Linked DNA regions of Capsicum annuum: region 2 is linked to region 1. The links are chromatin contacts, called in public Hi-C maps. All regions are on one chromosome and are shown on one strand. Each heading gives the region's core, a stretch centred on a gene start, on an enhancer-like site or on the middle of the called end of the contact. The rest is flanking DNA. Distances are from core to core; before and after follow the strand shown.

What was found. Hi-C and Micro-C count contacts between places; a contact is called where the count stands out from the background.
Region 2: a contact with region 1 is called in a Hi-C map of placenta, with 3 times the contacts expected there. The contact joins the promoter of LOC107842848 here to the promoter of LOC107842847 in region 1. A contact is called at or near these places in 2 of 5 Hi-C or Micro-C datasets (leaf and placenta).

The regions. Positions count from the first base shown.
Region 1 is chr9:41,034,794-41,040,023 of UCD10Xv1.1, reverse strand. It overlaps LOC107842847 (protein RETICULATA, chloroplastic), which reads right to left and starts at 3,398. Exons shown (of 7, transcript XM_016686882.2): 1 at 2,574-3,398; 2 at 2,382-2,477; 3 at 1,821-2,041; 4 at 1,662-1,731; 5 at 1,446-1,525. The coding sequence starts at 3,134.
Region 2 is chr9:41,370,365-41,375,502 of UCD10Xv1.1, reverse strand. LOC107842848 (mitochondrial substrate carrier family protein B) reads left to right here and starts at 3,678. Exons shown (of 7, transcript XM_016686883.2): 1 at 3,678-4,233. The coding sequence starts at 4,000.

The sequences.
Region 1 (5,230 bases), core at 2,149-4,648:
CCTATCCAGCTACTTGCTTATCTTGTCTGAGGAAAGCCTTGTTCTTCCTTTGCCCTTTTTAGCATTTGTCAGCACATCCCTATCCCTCCCTGTTTACATATACTTTCATCTTTCCCAGGTCAAATGCAACTTATCATTATTCAGCCACAAGCTCAGCTGCGAAGCAAAAGGTAATCAATTCAAACGTCTTTATACTTCAACAATACTCTTGTCCCAGTACATCCCTTTTCTGAAGCATCCGTATTATAATTTGTGAATATATCCCTTGCTCGATGTTTTAAATTTGAAATTAGACATTTTTTTTTCTTTTTACTAAGTAGAAATTTAGCAAACTTAATGTCCCTGATCTTCCTTGCTTGGGCGTCTATCACTTTCAAAGTGCTCCAACACTACTAGTTCCCTAATCCGGTCTTCATGCAACCTTATCAATACCTCTTATTTTCAAAACTTTCTAGCGCTGGAGTTGGGGCCTATCACAACTAAGGTTTGACAACGCAGAGCTTCTAAATTTGATCCAAAGTAACTTTAGATGTCAACAAAAGATAGCAACGGTTCTCTACTCTTTCAGAAAATAAAAGGTTAGAAATTGTCTTAAACAAAATAGCTTTTGTGATGTATTACAACAGAAAGTATTTCAAAGCTTAACACAGCTGAAACTTATGCTTTTGTTTTTAATTTTTACTTTCACCTGAAATTAACATTGTATCTTTTAAACATCTCCACAGCCTCTCATTTCTTGGAACCAGATGACCTACCCTTCTCCGTGACAAAATAAAAGAGAGTTTACCTATACCATTTTGAATCTACCTACCATCACTTTGCTCCTGTCCCCTCTCCTTAAACATCATTTTCCTCCTCTGAATTGTATAACCATTGCCGCTTACACATCCACAGCTCTCATTTTTGCAAACAAAACCAGAGAATGGCAAGATAGCCATCAAAGAACATGTGACGAAAGAGAGGCAATGATTTCATGCCAAGAGTTAGCTCCTTAATCCTAGTATGTCAAGCATTAGAACTAGCTTATGAAAAAAGCAACCAAAATTTTAATATCCTTTTTATGAGAAGGTTATGACAAATTTAATATCATGACACTCAAATTAGATATCTAAATGGAGAAGTGGAAGACTAATCACGTATTGGGGTTTTGAGTCTCTATATGAAGAATTCTGGGACATATTGAATCTCCATTCTCCATTAGTATGAGTATTGGTTCACAATGAATACCAAGTTCAAATCCAGGGAGTAAGTCAGAAATTTAACAGAAATATCTTCAAGCAGCATCAAACAACAACAACAACAACAAACCCAGTATATTCCCACCTAGTGGGGTCTGGGGAGGGTAGAATGTACGCAGTCCATACCACTACCTCTAAAGAAGTAGATTAGTGATATCAGAATAATAGTGACAATAGTTGTATTAGTGATATCAGAGAGCAACAAACCGCTTGGCAGTCATTATCATATTTGCAATTCCTTGGCCAATGATACCACATCCAAACCCGACGAATCCATATAAAATGCCCTAAATAAATATGAAGAACTGTAAGTTACACAATGGAATGCATTTATGAGAACAACTATTACGAACAGGAATGACATATGCATATAGAGATACTGCAACCCATTTATAGCATATACTTCAATTATGCAAGTTTTACCTTATAAAAATAAGCAGCAATTCTCTGATTCAACGTAAATCTACACCCTGGCCTTTCAGCCTCAAATACACTGCAGCAGATGAGTAATTGGAGTGAGAATTTTCTAAATAGTACTCAAGTTTAATGCGATAATATCACAGGGCCCAGACAAGTCAAAACCTGCTTGGAAGTGCTCCATAAGCTCTCTGAAAGCGACCAACAAACCCTTGAGATACAGATGGTTGCCCAATTCGAGCATATGGTGCTAGCAACCCAACTAGGGCTACATTGACAGCAACCCCAACCAACATATCTGCAGCATACAATTCAAATTCTGCCCAAAAATCTTTGCCCCTCTTTTGAACTTCCGCAACTGTTGCACAAGTTGTATCAATAACTATCTACATCACAGAACCAACGCAACCCGTGAATTCAATGTTGAAAAGCATATCAACTATAAACATCATGACGAAGCAGAAATTACCATGAACAGTAGGTAAGGTGCCACAACCGTACAAGTGATTTCAAGGTCCATAGGAATTCACCACGTGTAATGCAATTTTATCATGCTTATACAACTGGAATTACTAATTGCTCCAAGCCGCAAGATAAGCAAACAGAATCGCAGACACAACACGATGCACACTAATAGCAGTAGCTCAAAAGCAACTATTTCTACAATATTACAGCTCAATGAGCTATTTCCAAAACAGCAATATCAAAATCAAGCTTAACACAAACCTCAGTTCCAACTTTGAAAAGAAATGATGGATCAGCCAACATTCTGTTCCGCAGCATAGCGCTTGATCTCATTGCAGCGCCAAGCCAAGCTGATCCCTACATTCACATAAACACAAGTTCTCAATCAAAGAAACAATCAAAAGGTACATGATCAAGAAACACGCTAAGCACTTTCACCTACTCATATTTTACCTGCAAGTCCAAATATCTCATCAAAAGTAGCTTTCTTATACCAACACTCTTTGCAGCCTCAATAATATCAGCAGGAAGCTTCGCCCCGCGAGCTTCTGCCTCCCTTATCACATCCTCAAACTTCAATAATGGCCCAAATTCCTCGTCTTCCTCATCACCCCCTCCATTATCCCCTCCTCCTCCTCCTCCGCCCCTGCCCCCACCACCACCACCACCACCATTGTATTTCCCATTTCCACCAATTCCAGCAGCCAAATCCCCTACCCCGTCGCCACCATTATCAACAACACCAACATCAAAAACACCACTATCATTCCCTTTTATCACTGTTTCTACACTAACACCAGATGTTGAGTTACCCTCTTGATTCAATGAACTCTTAATCAAGAATCTTGACTTGTTCTTACAAACCAAAAACCCAATTTTGTTCCTACCCACAAAATCTTGACATTTAATAAATGTAAAGTTGGAATCTTTATTGGACCCCGTAATCAAGATTTCATTTTTCAGTGATGTAAATTGAGATGACAACCTTATACCTGATGAACAACAACCTGCCATTTTTTCTACAAACCCCACCAAGTTTTTATTTTTTTTTGCTTAAAATTAATTCAAGAAAAGTCGACAAATTCACTGGGATTTTCCCAAATAAACCCTGGAAATTAAATAACAGAAATGTGCAAAAAAGCAAAAAATTAAAAGTCGATTAGTTCAAGATTTGCTAGTAAATTTGATGATTTTGCCACAGTTTACCTAGTAGGAATTTGACAAGAGTGTGTTAAGGTGGGGTGGGAGGGGGCGGCTTGAGAGAAATGTACTGCCCTCGGTTTTTAAAAAGAATGTTTATAATTTGACATAAAATTAAAAAAAATAAAGAAATTTTTGAATCTTGTAATCTTAAATATTATATTAAATATATTAAAATATTTTTTAATTTTGTGATCCTAAATATGTTATGTAAAAAATTAAAATTAAAATATTATTAAAAAGTATTATTTATTTTTAAATAGATTAAAAAGAAAAGTAGAACTCTTGGAACGAGGGAGCATAAAAATTAAAACTTTCCTTTGAATGATTGTGAGACGTACAAAAAGGTGTCACCTCAAATTGCCTTTAAAGTCTATAATATGAAAAATGTGTTTTTTGTTCGAGTGACTTTAAGGTAGACAGTATGTTTATTTTTTATTTGAGTATAACTTAGAAAAAAAAATGTGTTGTTAGTTTAGTAATTTTGAGACGTGATATTTGTCATTTTTGTTTACGGAAACCACAACAAATGTAAATTGTATTAAGCTTTATGCAACGAATTCGATTGACAAGGGATAAGATGGGAAAGATCTCCTTGCATAAAGTATTACTATACTAGATGCTATTTGCTCAATTAGCAATTTAAGATAGGTATATGAAAAAAAAAAAAAATTTGGCTGTATTCATGTGATGTAAATTTTTTACGCCAATAATATACACAGCAAAAAGATCTCTTTCCAAATTGGCGTTCTTCAGTCAATTTTATTTAGCTCAGAGGAAGCGGCGGCACGTTTGCATTGCTATGAGCTAGGGTTTTCCGCGGCCTCTTTATTTTTAGTTACTCCATATTTTGGCTTTTAGGTACTTACGTTTTGCACACTTTTTACACTTTGTTTGAACAGTGGTTTGTTATGATTTCATAATACATAGTACTGTATGATATAATATTTGAATGGGTAATATTGTTCATTATTTTTTAATGATAGTTTTATTATTTGGTTTAACAGTATGGTTTGTATTGTAACTGCTAAATTTACTATATTATCCTTAATTATTATAAATATTAAATTTATCAATAATTATTAATATAATAATTTTTTCCTACTAATTTTTTGTAAATTATGTCATATAAATATATTAAGTTGTTAAATTTAGGTAAATTCTAACAAAGTCAATAAAAGAGTAGATCAAAATAAATATAACCAGATTCATTTTGAATAATAACAAATTTTATTTCTTTTTGGTGTTTTGAGACGTGACACCAACGACAAGTACAAAGTTTGAATGCATCTTTTGTGTATACTATGGGTGTATTCGGTATGGAATTCAAAAAAATATTTTCTAAGAAAATAAATTATTTCTTACTTATTTTCTTACGCTCGTAACATAAGTAGAAAAATATTTTCTAAAAATATTTGTATATATTTAGCACAAAATAATAAAAAATAAAATCGAATATGACAAAGAGGGGCAAGGTAAGAAAAAATTTAAATTTTAAAAAAAAATATTTAGGGGTAAGGTTAGTGAAGTATGGGGTAGGGGTAGGGGTTGAGGCAAGAAAAAAGGTTTTAAATTTTTTCTAAAAAAATAATTTTTCTTTTGTGTGTATGGGGGGGGGGGGGGGGGGGAGGGTGGGGGGATGGGGTGGTATAAGAAAATTTTCTTCAAAATTTTAACATTAAAAAAAATTGGTGAGAGAGGAGGGGTAACACGATCCGAACTAGGACCTAGTCGTGTCGGGCATCTCAAGTCCAACCAGGACCGGAGACCACCCCCAATACCTCATCGTTAACCACTCTACACCACATGTCGGATGAATTTCAAACTTATAACAAGATAAAACAATAATAATCCAAAGACATGATAGTAAGCTTAAAACCAAAGTCGAAATCCACAACCAATTAATCAAC
Region 2 (5,138 bases), core at 2,429-4,928, 340 kb before region 1:
ATAAATAATTAATATAGTATAGAGATGTAGGAGTTATATATTAGGATTTGGGGTTAAATTAGGATGGTGGATTTTGGGTAGAATTAGGATTAGTTGAGGATTTTGTCTAAATTTAGGAGTTTTACTTCTCATATATGTGAGCCGGGGGTCTATCAGAAACAACCTTTCTACTTCATCAGAGGTAGAGGTATGGACTGCGTACATCTTACCCCCCAGACCCCACTAGGTGGGAATACACTGGGTTTGTTGTTGTTGTTGACTTCTCATATATGTATCATAGTCAATATTTAATATTATAATAAATAATGGTGAAAAGATAATTTTATCCAAAGCAAGTCTTTTAATGAAGGGCAAAAAGTCCGATTCATTTTTCTAAGGGTCTTCATACTTTTAATATATTATAGATTATAGATACAGATATAGATTATAAATTATGAATAATGACTATTTTAATAAATAAATAAAATCTTGGCTGTTTTTGTTGTAAACAATTGTAATACCCCATTTATTTCTAAGCTAGAAAATGAACCGTTGATCTTACGTATGAAACCTCTAATCTTGTAATTCATATTTGAGTACATGACTTACAATGAGTATTCTAGTGAAAGGAGAGCTTATGATGTGTTAAACGTGCTCATAAGAGTCCCCTCAAGTAATTCAAGCTAAGAGCTTTCGAATCCATCAAGTTTTAGTGTTTAATTTGGCAAGGGTCATATTTAAACGAGTATAAATTGATATATATATATATATATATATATATATGGTATTTTGTCATATTTAGACCCATAAAATTGTAGAGAATCGAATTAGCTTTCCAATGATACCAATTTTGCCAAAATCTAACCACCGAGTGAAAAGTTATGGCTTTGCAAAGTGGAGTACGTTGCCTAGCAAATCGTCTAAGGCTACTGGAATGGTTACGCCATAGTTTATGCGCCGCCCAACCCAGCTTAGGCAATGGGTTAGGCGCCGCCCAGCCTAACTTAGGCGATGGGAAATGCGCCGCCCAACCTAGCTTAGGCGATGGGCAATGCGGCGCATACCTTATGGCCTAAGTGACGTAAATACTCCGTTTTTGAGTTATTTTGAGGGCAACTAAGTCTTTTGACAATCCTTACACGTTCCTAAACTTATACTTATGAAATTAATAGGTCCTAATAACATTATAATCCTATTAACATCTGAAGTTCATCAACTAAGAGCAATACGATAAAAACAACTAGGGTTTTAATTCAAGATTCAATTCTCAAGAAATTCACCGTCAATCCTCTCCAAATCAAGAACCAAGGTATGCTAGATGTTGATTCATAGGTTTCTTCCACCCATGAAGCTCAAGAATCCTTTTGAATTATAAAGATTGTGTATTTATGATTTTCATGATTATGATTGAATTGAAGTTCATGTTTATGTTGTTGTTGGGATATAATTCATGTTCTAGATTACAAGTTGCAAACTTTGATCCTAGTATGTGATGACTTACATGATATTCATGATAAACCCTTCAAATTGCATGTTGATTGATGCAGCCACATTATTTAGATGTAATATGTGTTGTATAAGCAAAGCATGCTCCCCATATGTTTGATTAAATGCCTAGGTGAATGAAGTAGTGCCATTATAGCATGTTAATATGAAATCCCCATTTGTGTACAAGTTACTGTATGTTAAGTGTTTGTTGAAAGGCTTAGGTGAATGAATAATGAGACAATAGTATGCATGCCCATATGTCTACAAGTTTATGACTGCAAATATTTGAAAAGATGCTTCAATGATTGTATTGCAAATGATAGACGATTGACATATTATTCAAGAATTGTTATACTTTACTTTATGCTATCGAGTCCTGGGGGCATTTAATACCTAACAATTTAGCTGTGCCTAGAGCCAGTGTCAGTTATAGTACTCTCAGTCACGTCACGATCAATAGCATTCTCAGTCAGTTACAGTATTCAGTAGAACTCTGTCAGCTTCATGACTTAGGAAAACTCAATAATCTCATTATTAGTCCAACTCAGCTTAGTAATTGATTCAGAACTCAGTAGTATTTAGCCAGTTAACAGAATTCAGTAGTTTTTCGTCAGTCTATGAAACTCAGTAACTCAGTTCAGTTTAGTTAAACAGTACGATCAGTAACAGCTCAGTCAGGCCTAGCATGAATTAGTGAATCAGTTTAGTGTTATTCAGTTGGGAGTAGGACTCAGCACCGAGCGAGCCTAGAGATAGGGGCTCACCCTTAAGATAGGACTGAGATCCCTAGAAGCAATCCCTAAGTTCCAGAACTACGTAGCCAGCGTAGGTTATGAGATGTCACCTGTTAGATAGGACTGGTATACTCAGGGATCACCCACTAGTACAGGACTGATTGCAGGGGTCACCTGCTAGATTAGGACCGACTCCACAGCAGTTGTCTTTATCTGTGGCACGGTATTGACACCCTTTCAGCTGGGGTTACAGGTTGGACCCAACTAGTTCAGATTCAGGGCATGTAGGTTAGATGACTACTTTTCACAGTCTCAGTTTCAGTCTCAGTCTTCAAAATAGAACTCATATCATTATTATGGAAATCAGGACTGTCAGATACAATCACTTAGATCAGTAAAAAACTTAGATAGTTCATAGATCCAGAGATCACCTGCTAGATAGGACTGATCTCAGATTAAGTCAATGATTTTCATTATAAGCAGATTCAGAGATCACCCGCTAGATAAGACTGATCTCAACTTCAATCAATCAGATATCAGTATTAGTAGACTCAGACATCAGAAATCCAGTTATTAGGATTCGGTATTCAATTTTACTACGATTTCAGTTATAGTTTATGCACTCTTGCATGTATCCTGATTTAGTAGTCTCATGATATTTAGTCAGTATTGTTTATGTATGTAAACCTTTGCATTCAGCCTTACCTCATCTAACATACCATTATATTTTCACGTACTGACGCATACTTTTCTCTTGCGCTATGGTGTTTTATGCCATAGGTTCAAAAGCACGGGATCCAGAGCACTCTTAGCAGTTCAGATTCAGCTAGCAGTAGTAGACTTAGCAGTGAGTCCTCATCATTCGAGGATGTTCCTTATTTTACTATTCCATTAGATTTAGCATTTCAGTAGAAGGAGTTAGTTGGGGGGATTGTCCCATCAACTCCTTATTCAGATAGTTTAGAGGTTTTTTCAGACTAGAGTATTTTCAGACAATTGTTTTAGTTTTGGTATTATTATACTTTATTCAGTTTTATTTAAGTATTGAACCTTATGGCAAGTTTCCGCCAGTTTTTTGCAATTTTACAGTATATTATTCAGTGCTCAGTTACAGATATCAATCATGGATTAGCTTGTGGTCCTTCAGGGTCATAAGCATCGTGTAGCGTCCGGGGTTCAGAATTCGGGGCGTTACAACAATTTACTTTTTTATATAAATGATTCACACTTTTAATATATTATAGATATAGATATAGACATAGATGTAGATTATAGATTATGAATAATGACTATTTTAAGTAATAAACAAAATCTTGGCTGTTTTTGTTATAAACAATTTACTTTTTTATATAAATGAAATTTCCCCTTATCCATGGATCTTTTGCAGCCCATATTTATAACGGGCCTAGTTTAAGTGGTCCAATTTGAAGTCCAAAAACAGAAGCTCAACCCAATTAAGCTCTTTAAACTCAACAATAGCATTAGAAGAGATCAAACAAAAGAATATTCTCCTTAACCAAAAAAAAAAAAAAATGGAAAAAAGAAGTCATTACACCAACAGAGTTTCTCATAAAACAAGGAGCACCACTTTCAAACCAGCCTTCTTCCTAAGGGTTCTCCCTAGGGTTTAACAAACAATTTCCTCTCTTCCAAGATAAATAAAAATAAATCCACCCTTAAACCAAATACCAAAATCAAATAATTCAACTCCTTACAATTTCACAATTGTAACATTTGTACCTTATAAGAAAACATATCTTTTTTTTTTTTTACCTGTTTTGGTATTGGATCAAGAAAAATGGAAGCAAGAGTAGAAGGTGGTGCAAGAAAGCTTTTACAACAACCTCAAAAGCCACAACAGCAACATCTTCAACAGCAGCAGCATCATTGTTATCATACAGGGCAACAGCAGCAACAGCCACAGGCTCAACCTCAGATTGGTACTGTACCACAACTTCTTGCTGGTGGTATTGCTGGTGCTTTTAGTAAAACCTGTACTGCTCCCCTCGCCCGCCTCACCATTCTTTTTCAGGTTTTCCTTCTTCTCTTGTCCCCACAAGTTTATTTTGCTTTTCTTGTTTTTCGAAGTTTCCGTTCTTGTTCTTCGTTGTCCTATGGCACCCTTTGACTTGACATGATGTTTTAAGAAAAAGGGAAATGATTTTGAAATTTGTGGTCTAAAACAGTGCTTAGATAATTGTGTGGCTACAAATTATTTTATTAAGGGTAAAAGAATAATTTTAAAGTTAAATTGTTTCTAATTATAATAAGAGAAGGAGTGTGTAGATTTTGGTAACCAGGGTGTCTGGGTCTGCATTTGCACACCTTGACTAATTCTATGGGATACTTGTCACCTCCCTCCCACCAGCTAGGTAGCTAATAACTCTGTCCGCCAAGGCTAGACTAGGACAAATGGAAAGAAATCACCTAGTGTTTTTTTCTTTTGTATGATTTTATATAGTCGACTACCACCGTATGAGTACTCTATATCCTATTTGATTTATTTGGGTCAATTTCATTCTTAGTTAAGATTTAGACATTGGGATACATGGGTACTGGAGTTGTTAGATTTTCTGTTGGCTATTATTCTGTATTAGCTAGCCCCGCTTGTGGGGTTACATAGGGTATGTTGTTGTTTTTGACTGCCACTGAATGAGGAGTCTATGTCCTGTTCGTTTAATTTGGGTTATTTCATTCTTAGTTAAGATTTAGATGGAAAAATAGCAATTAGGATACATGGGGAGAGTTCTTAGAGGATGAGAATGAACTCGACTTTTTCGTCTGTTTAACATAATAAGGAGTACATTTCTTGTGGGATTACACTGGGTATATTGTCCTTGTTCACTACCACTGTATGAGTTGTCTGTGTCCTATTTGTTTTATTATTTCGTTCTTAGTTAAGATTCTGACGGAAAGATAGAAATTAGGGTACATGGG